6 separate regions of the Mus musculus genome follow, and regions 1, 2, 3, 4 and 5 are each linked to region 6. A link is a contact called in public Hi-C and promoter capture Hi-C data. All regions are on one chromosome and are shown on one strand. The core of a region is the stretch at or near the end of the contact, and the rest is flanking DNA. Distances in the headings are between cores, read along the strand shown. Region 1 holds the start of Tmem18 (transmembrane protein 18). Region 2 holds the start of Dld (dihydrolipoamide dehydrogenase). Region 3 holds the start of Sh3yl1 (Sh3 domain YSC-like 1). Region 4 holds the start of Twistnb (twist basic helix-loop-helix transcription factor 1 neighbor). Region 5 holds the start of Twist1 (twist basic helix-loop-helix transcription factor 1). Region 6 holds the start of Ccdc71l (coiled-coil domain containing 71 like).

Region 1 (3,524 bases), core at 429-2,928, 1.8 Mb before region 6:
CTGTTTACACGAGCAGTTAGGAGAACTTCACACATGAACTAATTGTGTTTAACAGCCTCCTGTGGATTGACTTAAAACCATTAAACAATGCATTACCAGTTCATATTCCATGGCCTGCCCCTTCTCCAATAACATGTGTAAAAGTAAGATGGCTCAGTCTGCATGATCGTGGATACTCCAAACTGTCCAGTGTTATGTCACCCTTGAGCAATCTACCACCCCAGAATTGGGATAGCATCGCCAGCCACACAAGGTTACTAGGGCCATGTTTATCCCATAGATCCATAGAAACACCACTATCTTTGTCTATTCTAGATCAATGAGTTAGGATGTGAATGGCCAAGGGGAAGAATACTGTGCCCATCCTACATCTGCAAGTACTGACTGTATATTCATTGCTGGCCTTGGGGGCAGATACCATATGCACCAGTCTACTGGATAGGGCTGCTTCACTATGTCCTATTGATGGAATGTCTATCTCGGTTTCGTGGGACAGGAATCCTGTGGTACAGACACCATTGGCAGCCCATTTCTCTGGGTAAGGGCTGTGTGGATTATAGGATTCAGCTGCTATCTATCCAGCATGGTGAGACCTGACACTATATTCATCCTGGGACTTTTTATTTCATTTTATTTACATCCCAAACGCTACCCCCTTCAGGTCACCCCTCACAGAGACCCTTTCCCACCTTCCCTATCTCCTCTGAGAGGGTGAGCCCCCACTGGGTATTCCCCCAACCCTGGTGCATCAAGTCTCTGCCAGATTAGTCACATCCTCTCCCACTGAGGCCTGTTGGGCTATGGATACCACAGTCAGGCTACAGCTTTAGGAGAGCCTCTGCCCCAGTTGTGTGTGTGTGTGTGTGTGTGTGTGTGTGTGTGTGTGTGTGTGTGTGTGTGCACATGGAGACTGAGCTGCGCCTTTGCTGTTTATGTTTCAGGGGCCTTGGTCCATCCCATGTGTGTTCTTTGGTTGGCAGCTCAGTTTCTGAGAGTTCCCAGAGGTCCAGGTTAGTTACTCTTTTGGCCCTCATGTGGGGTTCCCAGCCCCTTAAAGACCTTCAATCCTTCCCCCAACTCTTCCATAAAAGTCTCCGACCTCAGTCCAGTGTTTGGCTGTGGGTCTCTGCATCTGTCTCAGTCAGCTGCTGGCTGGAGCCTCTCAGAGGACAGCTATGCTAGACTCCTGTCCCCAAGCATAGCAGGGTATCATTAATAGTGTCAGGGATTGGTGCTTGCCCATAGGATGGGTCTCAAGTTGGGCTGGTTATTGGTTGGCCATTCCTCCAGTCTCTGCTTCATCTTTGTGCCTGCATTTCTTTTAGGCAAGACAAATTTGAGGTGAAAAGTTTTGTGGGTGGGTTGGTGTCCTTATCCCACTGGGGTAGAAGTGGGATTCCTGCCGGCTGCCTGGCGGGCTACTGGAGCAAGGATGCCATCGGACCCTGGCAAACTCTCCCCAGCCGCCGGCTGCATCTGTGGAACCCACGAACCCTCCGCTTTCTGGGCAGTCTGGAAGAAACAGAACTAGGTGAGCACGTTGACACTTCTTACAGAAATGCACTACTGCAATAACGAAAGTTGGACGCTCTTTTAAAAAAAAAAAAAAAAAAAAAGTCAGAACTCTCGCGAGAAGAGCCAAGCGCCAGGTTCGTACCCGTAGATCTCGCGAGAAGTCTAAGCGCCTTTCCCGGCTGTCGGAAGCTGCGGACTCGTCCCGGCTGTTGGGATCCCTGGCGCGATGTCGTCCGCATACTCAGTCCGATCCTTCCCAGTCAGCATCCCTGCGGTGATCATGGTAACTCGCAGGCTCTAAGTGGCGCCGGCGTTTGGTGGGGTTTGCTAGTTCTTGCGAGAACTGCGCAGGGGCGGGCGGGCTGCCTGAAGCCGCTCCCTGCTCCGCTGGATGGGGCAGCTCCCGGGTGCGCACCGGCCGTCCTCTGAGTCCCCAACACCAGTGTTCACCCCGGTGGCGTCTTAGCGCCATACATTGACTTCCCTGCCAGTGTCTGGAGAGACTCTCAAGTGCGCTGTCTTTCCGATGTGGCACAGAAGAGATGAGCGTTACCCAGTAACTGGACTTCAAGCTGTCCCCAAGAGCTTTAGGGCTCCAGATAGAGGAGCTGGTCTTGCCTTGCGGAGCCGTGCCCTTGGAAAATGGCATGGGAAGCTCTAAGAAGTCGGGACTAGGAACTTAATATTAGTTGGAGACAGAATCAGAAAGATTGGAGCCTTGGGGACTGTACTTAAGACCCCAAAGCACACTAGCCGGCTGCATGGTGCAGAAGTGTCAGGGACAGTCAGCTCTGCAGGTTAGGATGGCTCTCATTTCCAGACCTCCATGCACAGAGGAGCTTGGTGTACGCAGCTTCACACATTCCAAGTTAACATGACTTTACTTAGCTCGTTAGTTTAGTTGATAATAACCCTCTAGATTTCACCCAGTCCAAAGAGGCAAGTGGACAGTAGTTTCCATCCTGTGTGCTCAGACTTTAAAATCTTTATATAAAAATCTGTGACTGTGTTTGCAATTGAGGCATCGCTGTTTCCTCTCGCTTGCTCCTGCTTGTCTGAGAGTTCTGGTTGTATACAAACACCAATGGAAGACCCCCAAACTCAATGGAAGGGACCAGTAGCTCCCACTCCCCACAGGAAAGCAGTTTCGTTTCGCTGCCCTCCAGGTTTCTAACGCTATCTCCTCACAGGAGACAGACTGGACAGAGCCGTGGCTCCTAGGACTCCTTGCCTTCCACCTGCTGTGCCTCCTTCTCACTTGCTTCTCCTCACAGAGGTATAAGCTACAGATCGGGCACTTCCTGTGTCTGGGTGAGTAGGAGAACCTTGAATCCCTCTGCTCACTCTCATTGCTGCGATACTGCCCCTGGGTTTGTTTGCGTTGTGTTTTCACAGCGTTTCCCAAGCCTTCATTTCTATATGGAGATCATGAAGTAATCTTTGGACATGTTCTAGGTTGGTCACTAAGGATGCCAAACATCTGTACACTAAGATGTTGATTCTCTTATGCTGACTCTTACACAGATAATTCCTGCTTTGAGTTCAGTGCAATTTATCTCTCATGTAGATGTTTTCTTGCTGGGGTTAGTCCCATACTGCCTGCTCTGGAAATCAGACTATGCATATAATATTACTTTTGGTTATTTTTAAAGATAATGGCTTTAGGAATTCTATGTAGGGATTAATTAGGTACGTGAAATGGAGAAAGATAGAGTCTTTATTGCACAGAAACAGGCACACAGTAAAAGTTCTGGTACTTGGCCAAATGGGGACATTCACTATTTTGGGCCCCTCAGTTGGGTCAGAAGGATACAAAGTAAAATGTCAGGAAGAAAAGATGAGTAACAGCTGACTGGCCTAGGTGTGAGGTCTGGCCCCAGTGAAAATAAGTGTTCAGAGCCCCCAAAATACAGGGTGGGACATGGGAAGGAAGCTGGCTCATAGGTCAGATACCACAATCCCCAGGAGCAAAGTGTCCCAAACTGAGTGGTTACAGGGTAAATACTTGA
Region 2 (3,328 bases), core at 609-3,108, 1.0 Mb before region 6:
AGTTCTTAAAGGAACTGAAGAAACTCCTTGTAGGCCATGAGATATCCGATTGAAATGGCCTTTCTAGAATAGAAAAAAAAAAGACAAAAGAAATTTTCCTGTTAAGTAAAATATAATTTTTAAAACAGGCTGGCAAAATAGCCCGCTGGCTAAAGGCTCCTGCCACCAAGGGTGACTTCCCAAGTTTAATCCGTGGGAACTATATGGTGGCAGAGACCTGACTCCCAGAAGCTGTCTTCTGGCATCCTTTCATCCTATGTTGCACGCTCATGCCCACAGGCATGTGCACAAGTAATACATGTAATTTAAAAGGTCGATGACAACTGGGGCAAATGTATCAAGCAATAATACTAATGGACTTTCTCTGCCGCAAACAGGTATCCTACCAATTTCCCTTTTTTGTCCATAATATTAAACTTTCACAATCTTACCTTGCCAGGTCTGCCTTATTATTATGAACATTCAATGAACCATTTCATATTAAATCTAATAAAAATATATTTAATGGCTTACAGTTTTATTAAAACTTCAGAAAGCATTGTTAATTTTATTGCCAAGGATCAGTTTAGTATTCTAATTAAAATCCCAAAACTTTGAATTCAGGTATTTAAGTATTTCAATGATATTCATTTCATCTGTCATTCTGCTTCCTAACAAATCTACTTAACAGTCTGTAATCACTTATAAGATCTATAAAGATGTTCTTAAGCCACCAACTGGACTAGGAAAATGTACCAACAACGGAGTGGCCTCACATTCTGGAAGTCCCACAAATTGCATCATAATCTCACACTCTCTAAGCAGTGTGACTACCATTTCCTAAGGCCAGGGCCACATAAAGAAAGCACACTTCCAGCTCCTATCACAGCGAGTAAGCAATGGACAGCAGCGACAATATACTCTGATGCAGCAAGGTTTTTTACTTGAAGACAACTTCTGCACCTGAGATCAAGATATGCCAACCAAAGAGGAACAAAGAACTGTCTGTACTGAGAGACGCGGCTCACCTTCTCCCTAAAACAGTGACATTTTGCGTGTTACATTAACTTTTAAAGACACAGACGGCTCAGCCGTGAAGAGTCTCATTTCTGTATTGTCCCTAAAGTTATCCTGCTACCCTGCCACTAGGCCTCATACATTCAATTTGGCAGCTGTCAATTGGCAGGTGAAATGGGAAAGTTGTTTGGACGACAAACCGCTGCAATTAAAACTATAAGCCCCAGGGCCTGACTGATGGCAGGGTGCACTAGTTTAGAGACGTGAATGAAAACAGATCCTTGGAGGAGGAACTCGCGGGACGGTGTGTTGGAGCTGACCACGTCTGGGCCAGTCGGGCCTCAAGGTTACTTCCCCGCCGTAGGAGAGTAGGCCACCCCCCGGGTCATTAGGATGAGGCGAAAGGTAGGAAGGGGCAGGCCGCGCGTGGCAAGGGTCATTTACTCCTCCCCGAAACTGGGGGAGGGCCCAGGCCCCTGGACCAGCGTCCGGGTCGTGTGGGGCTGCGGGCAGTCATTCCGCAGCAGGGCCCTCCCGAGCCCGGGCTCGCGCTCCCCGCTGCCTCGGGAGGCCGCACCGAGCCGGCATAGAGGCGGGGCCGCGGCGGTTCCCGGCGGCAGGCCGCGTCCGGGCCCACAGCGGGCGTCTAAGTGCCTGTGGTCCAGCATCATCCCCTCGCGGGCCGCCCTCACCTTGGCCAAGGAGCGGTACACACGACTCCAGCTCTGCATCGTCCCTCGGTCCCGTCCCTCCAACCAGGGGTTTTCACCTCCGCTGAACGCCTGGTAAGACTTATCCAAGGTCTCCCCACCCTGCGCCTGCGCAACATATACGTCATCGCCGAGGAGCAGCGCGATTGGCCCGAAAGGCAGAGGCTTTCCGGTCGCTTCGTCGTGCGCTGTCGTGAAGGGCGCTGCGCTTTGTGGCAGCTGGGGAATTGGAGAACTGTTGCTCAAATGACTGGAGTAGAGTTGCAAATTATCCTTGAAAGACGAACTAGATAAATAAAAATGTTGTTTCTTCAGTAAAGCCCACAGAAAGTAAAGTTTAAATAGGAAAGGAAGAAAAGTTTGACAACTTGACAAGCTTATGGTTGTGCTAGATATTCGTGGGCAGTAGGCTTTATCTAGCTTTACAAAAACCGTATGAACTGTTTGCATTTTCTGGATGGAGCCCTGAGAGGTTAAAGAAAGCAAAGGAGAGGTAACTGCAGCTCTACGAACAAAGGCTTTGATTTTAACGGCTGGTTTACAATCTCTGTTCTCGAAGGCAATGGAAAGGATAGGCTTGAACCTTTCTTCACCAACATCCTGTTCTGAAAACTGCGCTAACAAAAAGTATAGAAAACAAGCTCCCTTCTATTTTTGTATTTTGAAAGCACGCCTCCCTTGTAGAAGAAACTAGAAGGGTTGGGATGGTGGGTGAGGTGTTAGGTTTTCATTGAGAGTGCACCTAAAAGATTGCTAACTGTTGTCTATAAGATTGAGCACAGAGCCTGGCGTGGTGGGCTACGCCTTTAATCCCAGCACTCGGGAGGCAGAGGCAGGCAGATTTCTCAGTTCGAGGCCAGGCCAGCCTGGTCTACAGAGTGAGTTCCAGGACAGCCAGAGCTCCCTATCTCGAAAAACAAAAACAAAAACAAAAAAAAAAAAAAAATTGAGCACAGAGATTTAAGGTCTGATACCACTTTGTAATAACAGTCTCTAGTTTAAACCTTAACTCTATACTTCTCAAAAGTTTACAGCCCAGGCACTGTACTGAACTCCATAGAGTTAGGGATTAGATGAATATTACTTCTTACCTATCTATGCCCATTTAGAAGGAAAAAGACATGAATAAATGATTTTTTAATGTTATGACGAAAGCTAGCTGTTACCAAATATTAATCACCACCACAACCCCTTTTTGGTTTCTTGAGAGAGTGTCTCATGTGTCCCAGACTGGCTTCAAACTCAATATAGAGCTTAGAATGACCTTGAATTTATAGTCCTCTTGCCTTCATCTCCTGAGTGCTGGGATTACAGGTGCCCACCACCATGTGTTGCTGATTGCTGGGAACGGAACCCAGAGCTTCTAGTATACCAGGCAAGCATTCTTCACCTGAGTTACATCTTAAGCCCTTGTTTTCCCCTTTCATAAGATAAGAGATTGTTCAGCTGGACAGATGGGTATTCAGAATAGCATTGTCTTTTCCGGGTCCCATACAGCTAAAGGTAGACGTATGATCAAATACTGGTCAATGATCTCCATTTATTGTTGCATCCAACTCGACCAGCAAGGAAAACGCAACCACCGGTTCTTCTTAAAGCAGTTTACTCAGGCAGCTTCTCTC
Region 3 (3,818 bases), core at 878-3,377, 1.5 Mb before region 6:
AGCTGGACTTCATCTGTGGTGTTCACCACTATATGCACCTCCAGTGGCAAAAACAAAATACTGAATTATATTGACGTCAAACATATGCAAGCATGTACTTCCTTTAAAAGTCATATTGGTACAATATGCCAGCACAGATAACTATAATAAGCAATGTGAATTAAGGCCAGAGTTTTACTTTGTTCTTCATAGAAATTACCTAGTACAGATATCTTGCAACTATCACACACAGTACCTTGTACTGAAAAGTGGAATAATAAAGGGAAAAAAGCTATTGCCCACAAGACAGATAACTCTTCCTAAGAGCTCCACAGGCTGTCAAATAAAAATGCAACTTATGGAATAAAATATCTCGGGGGGGGGGTACCAATGGTCTGGGTATAAAAAATCCTTGACTTTTTTTTCATCATTTTGACTTTATAAAACAGATGGCTTTTCAAGCAAAACCCAGCATTAAGGTTCCCAGTAAAGTTAACCATACCATCAAGGCATAGGACAGCAACAGTTTCTTAAGGGCAGTCCCCACAGGTGGGTGGGAAAGATAAAGCGAGGTAGACAGAAAGTCTTGGCAGACTTCTAGCCTAAAGAGGAGTGTCACTCTGTAGGAAAAGCAGAGGACAAAAGACAAATAGCTGGACTGTTGACAATTTAACCCTTGCCCCTCAGGGTGGAGTCAAGGAGGCAAGAACTCTGAAAAAAGAAAGAATTGCATATTATGTAAAGGAGAATCAAGGTTGAAATTCTGTGTTAGAAGGTACTTAAAAGATTATTCATTTAAAAACAAACTGTTTTTCACATGGCATGAGTAATTGTCCTAGGGACTGAAAACCAAGGTTTCAGAGAGACCTAAAGAAAAGAGACTGGCTGAGAACCATAGCAACTGTGACCCAAGGATGACATCAAACAAACCTGTCACAGAATGGTCTTCCTGTAACCTAGGCTCACGTTGGCACAATGGGGAACAGGGGTGGGGGTGGGGGTTTCCGGCAAGAACTCCAGCTGTTCTAATAGAAGGGGCCAGCTTAGAGAGTCACACTACAGATATGAAGCCACCTGGGCCAGTTAGCAGGTGAGAGGGTTCAAAGGAAGAAAAGCAAGTTAGGTGACGGACAAGAGCATGAGGGAATAACAGGGATGATGATTAATCGTCATCGAGACCTTAACTGATTAGAAAAAGACAACTCTCAGGACGTCGGTGATGGCTTATCCCCCGAGGATGTGATCATAAGGGCACTGACCTAGTCAATGGTTTAACCCAGTAGATTCAAAATATGAGGAAATGACTGGAGGTAATGAAAGATACAAGTGTGGCTGAGCAGAAGAAAATACATCCCGATGCGTGCTCTTGGGGCTAACGCTTGTCTTGCTCTCTACTCTCCCCTTCTGTGATTCCCGTCCACAGGAGCAAATAGTCCCTGACTCATGCTCTGGCCACCTTGAAGGACCATGATGCCTTGCCTCACCACAAGCCCAGAATCTACAACCATTCAAAAGGGGCCTGAACCTCTGAAACTGAGTCAAAACAAATCTGTTCTCCCTAAAGTTGTTTTGGTTGGATATTTTTCAGCACAGAGATTTGGAAGTAACTGCCAAAGCAGATGATGGGCGACTCTCAGACTTAAAAGAGGAGGAGCAAGTGAGAGGGGTCTACGGGCTTGAGAGAGAGAACTCGCACAAAGATTTGTGGTTGAAGGGCACTCGGAAGGGTGACATGGGCTTTGGAAGGGCATAATCTGGGACAAAAATTACACAGATCTCGGGCTCAGAGGAGTACCAGATGATGGGGGATGCATATGAAAAAGGCAGACAAACGAGTATGTGCTCAGACGCGGGCCCAGCCAAGGCCTTCTGATCTGCTTCCTCCGCCCAGCGCTCTTGTTCGGAAGCCTAACAGGGAGAGCACTTCAGGGTCCCAAAGAAAAAGACCCTTAAGTCGGCGAGTCCTTACCGAGACACACGAACAGCACTGACTTGGACCCAACCTCTGCCATGTTTCGGTGCAGACCCTGGCGCCCAGAAACCGCGTCGGGACGAGGCGCATGCGCACTGCCAGGGTTCTGACCGTGGACATGCGCAGTCCGCCGCCCCACGTTCGTACGCGGCCAGAGGCGGGGCCAGAAGTCGCCTAGAGGGCGGGGCTTAGGCGTTCGGGTTGGCAGCCCGGGCTAGCGTTCACTCTGAGCTCTGCCCAGGTCGCACGTCTAAGGAGTGAGGGCGGGGTGAACGCGGGGCGACCCCCAGAGCAGCTTGGGTGGCACGGTGTTGAGCAGGGAGGATTAGGATGTGCCAGGGCAGCCAATGAACTCAAGGATAGCGGCTTGCAGAGCCTCCTAGGGTGGCTCCTCCGATCGGAGCTACCCGCCCTTCCAAGCTAAGTTACCCCTTTGGACCACCGACCCCAGGCCGGGCCACGGTACTTAGCAGTGGGTTTCCCCGATTAAGAAGAGGGGGTGATTTACAAGGCTTCAAAGGAATGAGGCGGGTGGACGCAGATGAGCTACGTTCTGAGCAAGGGTATAGGACCAGTGATCGCTTTGGCAAAAACAGGGCATACACCTATTCCCTTACCTGGGTCAGGTGTGCGCCCGCTGGGCGGGTCCCGTCAGGGAGGCGGACCAAGGAGAACGCTTTCCTCTTCCTGGACTGGAGTGAGGAGCTCGGGTACCGAGAGGAGCGGCAGGCACCAGTGAGTAAGGGTCTGAGCGGCTGGGGCGTGTCGGCACCGCGGCAACTCTTCCTCTTGCGATGGGCGTTGTGAAAGAGGAGAGAAAACAGTCAAGTCCCTGGGTTTGTCTGGGCGCATCCACCAAGATCATACTGCACGGATCCTTTTGTAAATCCTCAGAACTCAAGATTAGTTTTCTACACTCCTGGCTAAAGGTTTTGGTTGATTGTTAACCACAGTCGTTCCGCTTCATTGCAGAAAAAAAATTTTTTTTCCTCCAGCATTTCCAGTTTTGAAGACAGACTTTCATTTTGTTATTTTTCCCCTAATATCTGATGTTTTACCATCTTCTGGTTTCAAATTGTTTTGAGAATTGGCATCCTGTGTACTTGACACAGATGAAGGAGGTGCAGATTGGGGGTTGTGTAGGGCCTTTGTGGGAATGTGATCTCTGGGAAAGGATAGTCCCTAGGGGAGGGGCTCACATGCGTTTGGGACTTCCAGAGGTAGAGGTGTCAGGACTTTGACACAGTGTCTTTGGTTCTGCGATACTTTACAAAGGGGTGGTGTGGAGGGTAATTTGATTGCTGCATCTCTAGTATATAGTGCCTGTATGGTTTTTTTTGTTTGGTTTGGTTATTGTTTTGTTTTGTTTGTTTTGTTTTCTTTTAGTGCTCTGAACAATAGGAATAGGTAACAATAGGAAGCAGGTTTCTCCCCTGGCAAAATGTGCCGGCTTCTTTTCAACAGATGTTACTACTGCCCTGCCAAGGCAGACCAGGGAAGAAAGACTTGAAGTAACCACCTCCATGGAGGAATGCCCTGGCCTGGGGCAGAAGCCTTGCCCTGTTCTGTGTTTACCAAGTGAACAGGTTCTGTATTCCTGCTGGCCCAGGTATTTTCCTTGAGATATGAGGAAATGTTTCGATTACTAATGAGTTAGTTCACTTGTACACAAAGTTTAGAGAATAACACGGCTGGGTTGAAGGTGCTGTTTTATTCTGCTCTGTGGCCTGTTATTGAAATACCATAGTAGCATCTGGTTGTTTGTAAATTGCTATGTTGGAGGTTAAAATAGACTAAGTGATAACATTCATCCTGTTTGTTGCATCTTAACTAAGGAGAATTGGTTATTGGCTCACTGTGTTCAATG
Region 4 (3,756 bases), core at 1,117-3,616, 1.1 Mb after region 6:
TTTGTGGGGTGTTGGTCTCTCATTTGGACCCTTCCTGGGCAAGGGCTCTCTGTTTTGGATTCACTTGAGCACGAACCTGGCTGAGACATCCTGTGCTAGACATAACATATCATGGTCTGAGAGCTTGGAAAGTTTTGTGGACTGCAGATGAGTAGCCTGGTGAAGGTCAGTTCCCAGAGTCCTGCCAGTTGTTTCCGGGAGAATGATCTGTCCTCCGGAGAGCACTGGGTGTGAGCTGTGCATTTCTTCTTTGTCATGGAGTCTCAGGCAGCACTGTGTCAAGGTATGTCATCAGAATATCAATAGGCCCCACTGGTCTTTAGGATCCCTTTTCAGGCAACCAGGTCAGCAGCTCAGCAGTAGAGGACAGCAATTTGTAGGGAGTTTCTAGGGGCACTGAGAGTTTTAAATGTCTCTTTCCCCAGCTGTGAGAAGCCCTCTTTCTTTATAGATCACAATGTGAATAAAAATAAATGATAGTAAATGAATACTGACTGACAGTCCCTGTATATGTTGGTGGACTTTCCCTTTCCCCATTTGATAGCTAGGGTCAGATCAATCATTTCTGCTCTCTGGGTTGAGGTACTTGGCTGGGGTCCAAAATTTTTTCTGTTAAAGTAACTACTGCAGCTCCTGTGTACCTGGTTTCATCAGACAAGAAGGCAGCAGGATCGATAGCAGTGGGTTTCTCAAACTGAACTCGGGGATGGGCCAGGTCACACAGTCATTATGTGGGCCAGGTCACACAGTCATTAGACAGCCAGCATTCTGGTGTTCCTCATTGGAAGGTCTCAACTGTGTGCTCTGAGTATAAAATATTGACCCAAAGCTAACTTAAAAAAATTAAACTAGAGGGAGCCACCACAACTCTTAGACAGGTGGGCCATCCTGTGGCTACAGGGTCCAGTCATCACAGGGTATTTTCATGGCTCCAAAGTTTGGGTTAAAACCCTCTTGTCTGGAAATTCTAGGGTTGGTGTGGAAGTCAGAGCTGTTTTTAAGGCCTCAAATGCCTTTTGTTTAGTATTAGTCCAGATTAGGGGCTTAGTATCTGCTTTGTGCTAGTCTATAGACAGGCCTTGCTATTTCCATAAACTCTGATATTCAGAGCCAGCAATATACAGCTGTCTTAGTCTTTGGCATTGGAATCTGAAGGATGGTAACAATGCTATTCTGCGGTGGGCTCCTCTTGCTTCCCTTCATCAGGTAGCCAAGGTAGGTAGTTTTTTATGAAGCTGGGCTTTTTAAACCAACATTTTGCAGCCCAAGATGTGCACAGTTCCTGCACCCAAGGCTTAGAGATCATAGTTGAAGAAGGTGGAGGGTTGTAAGAGCTAGAGGAACAGTTTGGGTTGTTAGGACATCACGGTCCAAATGAAGGTTTCTTTTTTATCCCTTGGGCAATACAAACCCTTGTGCTGATATGGTTGATGTCTGGGTATACAAAAGAAGGTCAAAGCTGGTAGCTGGGCTTAGCCATTTGAAAAACATGTCACAACACTCTCACTGTGATATAGCAGAAGGCAGAGGGACCCTAGATTGGAGAGGTATGGTGTTAGCAGTTCAGATGTTGCCTTTGCAATTTGTGGCCTGCTGCGGTGTATGATTGGGTTCAGCAGTGAAAATCTCCACGAATGTTTCTGATTCCTTATTGAACAGCTCAGGCGCATAACAATGTATCAGGCCTCATTGCAGCTGGAACCGGGCACTCCTATCAATAGCCATGCTGAATCCAATAAAGACAATACTCAGTTGGGAGTAGTGGCTCGTGCTTTTTATCCCAGCTCTCTTGTGGCAGAGGCAGGCAAATATCTAAATGTTAGAACCAAACCAGCTTGGTCTACATAGCGAGTTTCAAGTCACCCAAGGCTACATGGAGAGATACTGTCTAAAAACAAAACAAAAACAGAAAACCAAAAGAATTAAAACAAAACAAAACAAAACAAAACAAAAGCTCAAACCATTAATTCACTAGGCCTTGACCCAGTATTGAAAGAAACTGGGAGCTTAAAAAACAAAACAAAACAAAACAAGCTATTTTGGGCCTCTGCCTTTTTATACTTAGGTGCCCAGATCAATAAATTCAATAAATTCAAGCTTCGCTCCATAACTGAGCATACTTTGAAGTGATGAACATCTGCCTATAGATATCAGAGAACCGCCTCTGGATATCACACATGCTCTATAGGTACACGGCCTCAGAGGTTTATCTGGACTCGGGAAAGAGCAGCAGCCCTCTGCTGGTCAAACCTCTATAATGCAGCTTTAGAAGATTAAAAATCCCCAGGCCGCGGTCGGTCGCCTTTTGATGATGTCAGCCATCATCAACACTCAGAGGTGAGGCGGGAGGAATGCTTGCGTCATCCGTGCGCGCCCCGAAGCACCCAGCCAAGCCTCATGGCTGCGGGATCTGTGGAGTCTCAGCGGTCCCAGGCGGCCTCCGAGAGGCCCGTGGCGGGTCAGGCCGGGGTCCTGCCTTGCCTGGAGTTGCCGAGCTACGCGGCGGCGTGCGCGCTGGTGGGCAGCCGCTATTCGTGCTTGGTGGCTGCCCCGCACCGCAGGCACATCGCCCTGTCGCCCCGCTACCTGAGCAGGAAGCGCACGGGCATCCGCGAGCAGCTGGACGCCGAGCTCCTGCGCTACTCCGAGAGGTAAGATGTCGCCGCGTCCTCCCGGGAGCCCCGTCTCTGCTGGCCAACGGGCCCTCAGCTCCGTAACCCCACGGCGCCGCGGAAGTAAAGTCGCACGAGCTTCGTGAACCTTAGCCCCGGCGTCTACCGTCGCCTTCGGCGCCGCTGGCCTGGATGCAGTGGCCCGGTTCCTGGGGATGAAACTGGCTGGTGTGGTGTGAGTGGCGGCTGCTGCAGTGCTAAAAGCACTCCCCGTGTGGAGACTAGAGGTGCCCGGTGTCTAGAAACCCACCAGGCTGAGCTTTGGGTATTAAACGTTTCGTTTAATCACTTCCGGGTGTGTTCTCACCTAATAATGAAAATTTGCTGTCAGTATTATTCTCCTAATGTGGAAGCCGGTTCATTGCAAAACATAGGCAGGTTTGTTTGTAATTTCATTGTTCCCCGTCCCCCCGGGGGGCGCTAATTGGGGATGAACGACGAGCCTAATTTTTTGTAGGAATAGAAAGTTCACACACACACACACACACACACACACACACACACACACACCAGTGCATTTATATTAAGCACTAGTAAGAATACCTTGAAAAAGAAAATCTCAGAATTTCAATGGGAAATGATATGCCATAACACTTCACAACTAATTTGGCGGGAATGGGGGCAAGGTTCAGAGATACCTGAGATGACATCGATGTCTTTAGTAATTCAATGACACTTCAGAAATTGCAGGGATTGTTTTGGGGCAAATTATCCAAAGCAGTTACCACTCTCGAGGACTTTGGCAGTCAGCCCCATTAACCATCCAAGGTGGTCACTAAGCATGGAAACATAGTTATGTTAAGTAGTCTAACCAGCTTTTCATTCATTGGGGAAAAGTTATTTAAAGATGCATAATAGGAGCCACACTACAGACGAGAATCGGATCATTTCTGTAACAGAATTGGATAATGCAGCCATGTAGAATAGAATACACTGTTTAATTGAGCTGGACACCTCTCCTTGTTACTGTGCTAAAGGTATGCTAAAAGAAGCCTATTTTTTCCAATGCAAATTAGGTTTCAGTATTACTTGAGTATTAGTTAAGAGTAATAAAAAGTCAATAAAACATTGAAAATATTGGGAA
Region 5 (3,664 bases), core at 247-2,746, 1.6 Mb after region 6:
CTGGCAGTTTCCCGGGGGATTGGCCAGGGGAGTGGGGATTGGGCGTTTAGCAAGGTCCTCAGCTTGGGAACAGGGCAGGAGTTCGAGACGCTCACCTCCACGCCCGCAAACTCTGCCCCTGAAACTCTGGCTACTTCCTCCGGACCCAGAATTGCCTTTCTGAGTAAGAGATCACCTTGTACCGGCTCCCTAAATCCCCATCCTACTTAAAAAACAGAAATAAATAAATAAAACATATTTAAAAAATGTAAAGAGCCCTGCAATCACTGGCTTCCATAGCCACTCTCCTTCTTGCTCATTAACCTCTCTGCTTCCACTTTTCCAGAATCCTTTTTGGGGTTTCAAGGTATTTGGTAAAAAAAAAAAAAAAAAAAAAAACAAAACAAAAAAAAAAAAACAAAAAAAACCGCTTGCAATCAACCAACATGGCTGAGTGCATTTGAGGCACCGGGAGCATAACTACTCACAAGATCTCCTAGGAAGACGAGAATATTGATCCCCCACCTTAAATGTATGGACTACCCAAGGTTAGCATGCAGGGCTTAATTTGGAGTTAGCGGACATGAAATGTTCTCAAGGTTCTCCTCCACCTAGGGCTGGCAGCGTGGAGCACCAAGGCTGCTCTATCTTTCCCTAGCTTTGCTCCCTTCAAAAGAACAAGGCTTTTCTCTGTAAAAGAATGAACTCCAGCCTAGGTCCAGCACCTTTGGAAGCACAGTCCTCTGAGAGCAGGGAAACTTTAGATTGGGTCACCGTAGCAGGAAAGGAGAGCCCAGACGTTTCTCCGGGAGGGGTGACACGGCAGGCCAGGGCGCAGATCCATAGCGCCCACGATGTGGCCACGTCTTGAGAACCGCCCTCGACCACAGGGCCAGGCAGCCGCGGGGAATCCCTTGGGACTAGAGGTTTCCGACTAGAGGTTTCCTCTACCTGACCGTTAGATGGACTCGGTTGTTGAAACTTTTCTTGCCTCGCAGCCCGGGCCCGAGCCACCCCCAAAGGGCCCGGAGAACTCCGAGGGATCCCAGGCGGGATGGGACATCACCCAGAGCGTCGAAGCCGCTTGCCACTACTGCTGTCACAGCCACTTGGGGAGGGGGAGACTGCAACAGCGACCCAGACAGTCCCCTGTTTGCGGTGCTGTGCTCGGGTGCGGGGGCGCTGGGCGCGCTCTGGCGCGGAAGGAAATCGCCCCGCGTCCTCCCCGAAGCGGAGGGGGAGAGCTGGGGGGGGGAGAGGGAGGGGAGAGGCGGGCGCAGGGGCTGGCCGCTCGGGCCAGGTCGGTTTTGAATGGTTCGCAGGACGAATTGTTAGACCCCGAGCAAGGGGGGAGGGGGCGAGGGAGGGGGGCTGGAAAGAGGAAACTTTCCTATAAAACTTCGAAAAGTCCCTCCTCCCCACGTCAGGCCAATGACACCGCTGCCCCCAAACTTTCCGCCCGCACGGAGGTATAAGAGCCGCCAAGTCCACAGCCCGCGCCCAACTCTCAGACACCTCGCGGGCTCGCCAGCACCGGCACCGGCTGCGCCAGGCCGGAACGGGGCGCGCTTGCGGCCGTCGGGCGCCTTCTTTTTGGACCTCGGGGCCCTCCACACCGTCCCCTCCCCCGCCCGCCTCCCTCCCCGCCTCCAGCGCCCTCCCCGCGGAGGTCCCCCCACCCCCATCCCGCCTCCCTGCGTCCTCCGGGCCGCACCGCCCGGGCCGGCGCCGAGCGCGGGGAAGCTGGCGGGCTAGGGCGCCCCGCTCCTCTGCTCTACCCTCCCCCGTCCCGGCTCCGCGAGGCCGCACGTCGCCGCCCGCGAGATGATGCAGGACGTGTCCAGCTCGCCAGTCTCTCCGGCCGACGACAGCCTGAGCAACAGCGAGGAGGAGCCGGACCGGCAGCAGCCGGCGAGCGGCAAGCGCGGGGCTCGCAAGAGACGCAGCAGTCGGCGCAGCGCGGGCGGCAGCGCGGGGCCCGGCGGGGCCACGGGCGGGGGCATCGGAGGCGGCGACGAGCCAGGCAGCCCGGCCCAGGGCAAGCGCGGCAAGAAATCTGCGGGCGGAGGCGGCGGCGGCGGCGCGGGCGGAGGTGGTGGCGGCGGCGGCGGCAGCAGCAGCGGGGGCGGGAGCCCGCAGTCGTACGAGGAGCTGCAGACCCAGCGGGTCATGGCTAACGTGCGGGAGCGCCAGCGCACGCAGTCGCTGAACGAGGCGTTCGCCGCCCTGCGCAAGATCATCCCCACGCTGCCCTCGGACAAGCTGAGCAAGATTCAGACCCTCAAACTGGCGGCCAGGTACATCGACTTCCTGTACCAGGTCCTGCAGAGCGACGAGCTGGACTCCAAGATGGCAAGCTGCAGCTATGTGGCCCACGAGCGGCTCAGCTACGCCTTCTCCGTCTGGAGGATGGAGGGGGCCTGGTCCATGTCCGCGTCCCACTAGCAGCGGAGCTCCCCACCCCCTCTGCAGGCCGGAGACCTAGGTAAGGACCGGCTCCAGGGATCGATCGGGCCAGGCCGCGGGTCCCCTGTTCACCTCGCCACCGTGCTGGGTATCCCCCCCCCATCCCCCTCCACTCTCCTCGCTGCCCTCCACCTAGCCAGGCACCGCCACCTCATTCCACCCGCATCCCTGGCAAGCAGTTCAGTCCCCACAGGGGAAACAGGTCCTAGGGTCGGGGAGAACCAGTGTGCCCAGGAGAGGTGTATGTGTGTGTGCGCGTGCGGGGGTGTGCATGACAGAAGATTGAGAAAGTCAAGCATAGGGGCCTTGTGCCCAAAACGCCATCCCCCAAACCCCTTTCTTTCTTCTTTAAAATTCCCTTCTTAAAACAACTGTTTCCAAATTCCACCCCCTCCTTTCCGCCCACCCACTTCCTCTTGCCCTTGGGCTGAAATCCTTCCAGGTTGTTCAGCGAAAATTCTCGCTGGTAGTGATAACAGGGCTTAGCGGTCATAGAAAACAGCCACAGAGACATCCTCAATAACCGACTTTCCCCTCTGGGTTTTTGCAGATGTCATTGTTTCCAGAGAAGGAGAAAATGGACAGTCTAGAGACTCTGGAGCTGGATAACTAAAAATAAATCTATATGACAAAGATTTTCATGGAAATTAGAAGAGCAGAGACCAAATTCACAAGAATCAGGGCGTGGGGCACACTTTTAAAAGAGAAAGCGAGACAGGCCCGTGGACAGAGATTCCCAGAGGGGCAGCAGCAGACCCCCCACACCTCTGCATTCTGATAGAAGTCTGAACACTCGTTTGTGTCCCCCCACCCCACTTTTTGACGAAGAATGTTTTATTTTTATTTTTCATGCATGCATTCTCAAGAGGTCTTGCCAATCAGCCACTGACAGGAAAGGCATCCCTGTGGACTGGCTCCATTTTAAAATGGTAACAATCAGAGGAATTTTAACACCTTTAGAAATAAAAACGCTGGGATCAAACTGGCCTGCAAAATCATAGTCAGTGAATTCCTTAAAAACCATACTTCCTCTGAAGGAAAAGAAAAACATAAATTACAAAAGACAACATTCTATTTATTTATTGATGACCCATGGTAAAATGCAAATAGATCCGGTGTCTAAATGCATTCATATTTTTATGACTGTTTTGTAAATATCTTTTGTATATTATTTTTCTGCAATAAATAAATATGATTGAAAAATTTTAAGAACTTTAAA
Region 6 (3,845 bases), core at 1,140-3,639:
GTATACATTATATACATACATAGATATAATGAACACACACACACACACATACACATATATGAGTTTACATATGTATTTTTTATTATTTTGGCCACCATTCAAGATGCAATTTTAAAGAAGAGAGATATTAAACCGAAGATATTAAAGGTAGAAAGTATTTTTTGTCAAAGTCTCTAGTGACTTTATTTGGCTCAGATTAATTCGTAATGTAGATGCATGGTACATATTTATGTGGCAAGATCCAAAGAGTTTATAGTTAACATGGAAGGGTGAGCATGGCAACATGTGAACTTAGACTGTGTTCTAATTTATTCTTTTCTCTCATGATGAAGCCCTCCCTCCATAGTCTTCTAGCTTACGGTGAGATTGCCTGGGTCCATCTACACAGAAATTGATATTCTATTGTATTCTGACAGAAATTATTCAAATTTCACATTATGTGTTCTCAGAATTACCAAGAGAACTAGCTATGAATACAGTGGTTGCAACGTAATTCCTTCATGAGGAGACAGGAAGCTAGTGATTGTCTATGTAATCTTGTTCTGAGAGGAAGTATGCTTTTCTAGGAAAACGATTTTCTCTTTATAAGGCTGCCATCATTTTGGTACATGGAAAACTGATTCATGGTCACCGTTTTTATTTTTGCCATCAGCCTACTGTGTAGAGTGTGCACTTTAGTATAGGAAAGCAAGTTTCTCTCTTTTATTCTTTTTTTTTTTTTAGCTTTTATTAAAACTAAATAAAATGTTATATGGTTCAAACAAAATATTATCCGTGTCCAGTACAGGACAGATTAAAATTTCCTAGTTGTGGGTGAGAAGTACGATCAGGGGTATACAGCTATGTCTTTTGGTCATGCCACTGAACATGCATAAAGCATTTCTATTTAGTTAGCACAACACAGTGTGGAAGAACCAGCAGTGAAATATAAAGATCTCTAGATTAGGGACATAAAGCTCTATAGCAGCAACCCTGCTGTTAGCAAGCTGTCTTAATAAACTCCTGTGGGTCTAAACTGCCCTCATCTGTGCGACAAGAAGACTGAACCAGGTGTGTCTCAGCTCAAATATTTAAAGGAACTATTTTAACTGTATGCAGATCACAAAAATTTGGCATTGCATTCATTGTGTGCTGCAAAATAAGATACTTACTGAAGAAAATTCTAGCACCAGGACATAGATTTAAAAAAAAAAAACCTTATTTTACAGAAATCTTAGGGGCTGGAGGGTATAGATCACTAGTAGGGTGCAGTCTTCATATGTGTGAAGCTCTGGGTTCTATCCCCAGCAAGGGGAATAATGAAGTTTAAAGGACTTCAAAGAAAATTGCAATATAAATGCAAAATATATAATTACCTTGTTCTAAGCAATTTCAGTGCTGCACTCCATTTCAAACAGGCAGTGCTATTTCATACATCCATTTGGTATGCATTCAACGCCTATTATGTGAATAGGCAGCGAGTTGAGAGTGAATAGAGGAATTGACAAAAAGGATGTCTACTACTGTCTTCCCAAATACAAAAGGTGATTCATTCTTAAGGATGTATTCTTCTCAAAGAATCTTATTGATTACGTGGAATACTACATCAAGGATAGAGATGGTGCTGCGAATGGCAATTTAATACCAACTGAAATGTGGAATAGCACTCTGATTTAAAAAAAATGTTTTCTTTCAGCAGAACAGCTTTGCTGCCATTGCTGTTTGTCCAACTTGAGCAGACTTTTTAGTTCATACAGTATTAACTCTTTTCTTTCCCAGTGACCTGTACCTCCTAAATGTGCCAAGATGGTTCCATTGCCCAGAAGGAAGCTGTCATCAATGCCTGAACTTTTAGTTTTCTTAAAAGATGGGGTCAAGAGAGGCAAAGCATATGAAGATGCCAAAGCAGGATTTGAGACTTTAGAAGGGATTCATGAAATGCCCATCCCTTCTAGTTTATACCCAACTCTCTCAGCTGTTATACTATCAAGTCTTGGGGTTCTCTCTCATTATTCAGACTGGTAGACTTCCCCAGCTCAACCCACAGCTGAACACAATCACCCACGACACCCCCAAACATGGCACTCACACCCACCCACTTCCTTCTCTTGACAGGGCAACCCTCATGGATCCACCCAATGGTTGACTGGCCTTCCAGGGCCTCACCATCACCCACCACAGCCACCATGTTCCACGAACTGGCCTCTCCCCCATCAGTCCCCGCCCCTCACTCGGAGAGCACCCAATGGGAGGAGCTGAGGCCGTGGGAGGCGGGGACTAAGGCGGGCCCATTTAAAGAAAGGCTGAGGGCGAAAGGAGGCAAGAGAAGAGAAGAAAGAGAAGCCAGGGGAGGGGGCGGGCGCCGTCCAATGACAAAGCCCCGGGGTGGGCGCCCGCCGCTGCCGCCATCTTTAGCCCGGCCACAGGACAACCAGCGCGTCCTCCGCCCCGAGGGGGAGGGGCGGCGAGGCGAGAAAAGTAGCGAGCGGCGCCGGGCGGAAGGCGCCAGCACAGGCTAGCAGCGCCGGGCGGAAGGCGCCAGCACAGGCGAGCGCCGCCGAGCCGGGCGCGGACAGGGACGGCGGGCGGTCCCGAGCGGCCTCTGATGCGACGCGGCGTGAAGAGGCGGCGGCGCCGGCCCCGGGCTGCCTGGGGCGGCGGCTACGGAGCGGAAGGAGGGGCCGGGCTGGAGGCGCTGGAGGAGAAGGTGGTGTACTCGCGGTCGCAACTGTCGCTGGCCGGAAGCACGGAGGCGCTGGGCGACGCCTTCAAGCTCTTCATGCCCAGCAGCACGGAGTTCATGAGCTCGGAAGCGGAGCTCTGGAGCTTCCTCTGCAGCCTCAAGCACCAGTTCTCCCCGCACATCCTGCGCAGCAAGGACGTCTACGGCTACTCCTCGTGCCGGGCACTGGTGCCCGACCCCCCGGCGCCCGACAGCCGCCCCGCGCGCCGGCCGCGCCCGCGCGCAACGCCCAGGAGGAGGCGCCGTGGAGCTCGGGCTGCCGCGGACACCCGTAGGCCGCGCCCCGCCGCTGCGGCCGCGGAGCCCGGGCCTCCCGCATCCAGCTTCGGGGGCCGCACCCTGGAGGAGATCTGGAGGGCGGCCACCCCGACGCTGACCAGCTTCCCGACCATCCGCGTCGGCGACGACGTGTGGGGCGAGCGCAGCCTGGCGGTGGCGCGGCGCAGGGCGAGCCAAGTGCTGCGAGTGGACCTGGACCCGGTGGTGAGGCTGCGCCGCTTCCCGGTGCACCGGCTGTGATGCGCGCTGCGGCGCCTCCTGCCGGCCGCCGCCCGGGGAAGCTTCCGCGCGCTGGAACGGACTTATGTCAATGTCAGTCGAATGTTTACAGAACCGGCCCCCTTTGGTGCACTTTATGCGCGAACTAGGCCCCTGGATGCGGTGCGGCGCCGCGGTCCAGGATCGGGACAGGTGCGGCCCCCACGCCCGCGGCCAGACGGGACGGCCGGACCCGCGACAGAAGTCCCTTTGCTTCCCAACCCGGATGGAGACGTCTCCAGAACCTGGAGGGACACGTGCGTTTTCTCCCTCTCGGACTCTACCTCACCGGTCTGGAAGACCTCCGAAGACTTACAAATTTTTTTCTCCAAAGGAATTTTGTTTTCGTGCTTGTGTAATACAGCCAGAATTTTACTTGCTCCTGATTCCCCTTCTGTTTTCTTTTTGACTGTCAGCCCCACTTTCTGGACAGAAGATCGACTATGTTTCCTGGTGAAGTGCTGGTGTACGCTCAGGGTATTCTGAAGGCCACTCGTTTTCTAATTTTTACTGGATTCCAAAGCTTTGATCAAGGTCGTCTTTTAAGAGTTTCAAGCTTATGACTGTTAATGTAAGGATTTGTATG

What was found. Promoter capture Hi-C pulls out the DNA fragments that hold promoters and counts their contacts. A called contact is a pair of places that touch in the nucleus more often than the background predicts.
Region 1: a contact with region 6 is called in a promoter capture Hi-C map of pre-B cells, with 4 times the contacts expected there. The contact joins the promoter of Tmem18 here to the promoter of Ccdc71l in region 6. A contact is called at or near these places in 2 of 39 promoter capture datasets (embryonic stem cells and pre-B cells) and 1 of 9 other capture datasets (adipose tissue).
Region 2: a contact with region 6 is called in a promoter capture Hi-C map of pre-B cells, with 7 times the contacts expected there. The contact joins the promoter of Dld here to the promoter of Ccdc71l in region 6. A contact is called at or near these places in 5 of 39 promoter capture datasets (the C10 cell line, the HPC-7 cell line, hippocampal neurons and 2 more), 1 of 484 Hi-C or Micro-C datasets (CD4 T cells), 1 of 115 datasets of contacts at active chromatin or transcription factors (astrocytes) and 2 of 9 other capture datasets (adipose tissue and liver).
Region 3: a Hi-C map of CD8 T cells shows a contact between it and region 6, with 5 times the contacts expected there. The contact joins the promoter of Sh3yl1 here to the promoter of Ccdc71l in region 6. A contact is called at or near these places in 2 of 484 Hi-C or Micro-C datasets (CD4 T cells and CD8 T cells) and 1 of 115 datasets of contacts at active chromatin or transcription factors (microglia).
Region 4: a promoter capture Hi-C map of liver shows a contact between it and region 6, with 8 times the contacts expected there. The contact joins the promoter of Twistnb here to the promoter of Ccdc71l in region 6. A contact is called at or near these places in 5 of 39 promoter capture datasets (the 3T3-L1 cell line, hippocampal neurons, liver and 1 more), 2 of 484 Hi-C or Micro-C datasets (CD4 T cells and liver) and 1 of 9 other capture datasets (liver).
Region 5: a contact with region 6 is called in a promoter capture Hi-C map of embryonic stem cells, with 5 times the contacts expected there. The contact joins the promoter of Twist1 here to the promoter of Ccdc71l in region 6. A contact is called at or near these places in 2 of 39 promoter capture datasets (embryonic stem cells and liver) and 1 of 115 datasets of contacts at active chromatin or transcription factors (astrocytes).

The regions. Positions count from the first base shown.
Region 1 is chr12:30,582,765-30,586,288 of GRCm38.p6, forward strand. Tmem18 (transmembrane protein 18) reads left to right here and starts at 1,679. Exons shown (of 5, transcript NM_172049.2): 1 at 1,679-1,798; 2 at 2,706-2,826. The coding sequence starts at 1,742.
Region 2 is chr12:31,349,613-31,352,940 of GRCm38.p6, forward strand. Dld (dihydrolipoamide dehydrogenase) reads right to left here and starts at 1,859. Exons shown (of 14, transcript NM_007861.5): 1 at 1,689-1,859; 2 at 1-63. The coding sequence starts at 1,727.
Region 3 is chr12:30,909,542-30,913,359 of GRCm38.p6, forward strand. It overlaps Sh3yl1 (Sh3 domain YSC-like 1), which reads left to right and starts at 2,128. Exons shown (of 10, transcript NM_013709.5): 1 at 2,128-2,686. The coding sequence starts at 2,686. Acp1 (acid phosphatase 1, soluble) reads right to left here and starts at 2,071. Exons shown (of 6, transcript NM_021330.4): 1 at 1,949-2,071. The coding sequence starts at 1,991.
Region 4 is chr12:33,427,258-33,431,013 of GRCm38.p6, forward strand. It overlaps Twistnb (twist basic helix-loop-helix transcription factor 1 neighbor), which reads left to right and starts at 2,367. Exons shown (of 4, transcript NM_172253.2): 1 at 2,367-2,651. The coding sequence starts at 2,398.
Region 5 is chr12:33,956,175-33,959,838 of GRCm38.p6, forward strand. Twist1 (twist basic helix-loop-helix transcription factor 1) reads left to right here and starts at 1,497. Exons shown (of 2, transcript NM_011658.2): 1 at 1,497-2,464; 2 at 2,996-3,657. The coding sequence starts at 1,804. The coding sequence ends at 2,424.
Region 6 is chr12:32,376,400-32,380,244 of GRCm38.p6, forward strand. Ccdc71l (coiled-coil domain containing 71 like) reads left to right here and starts at 2,390. Exons shown (of 1, transcript NM_001162903.1): 1 at 2,390-3,845. The coding sequence starts at 2,585. The coding sequence ends at 3,241.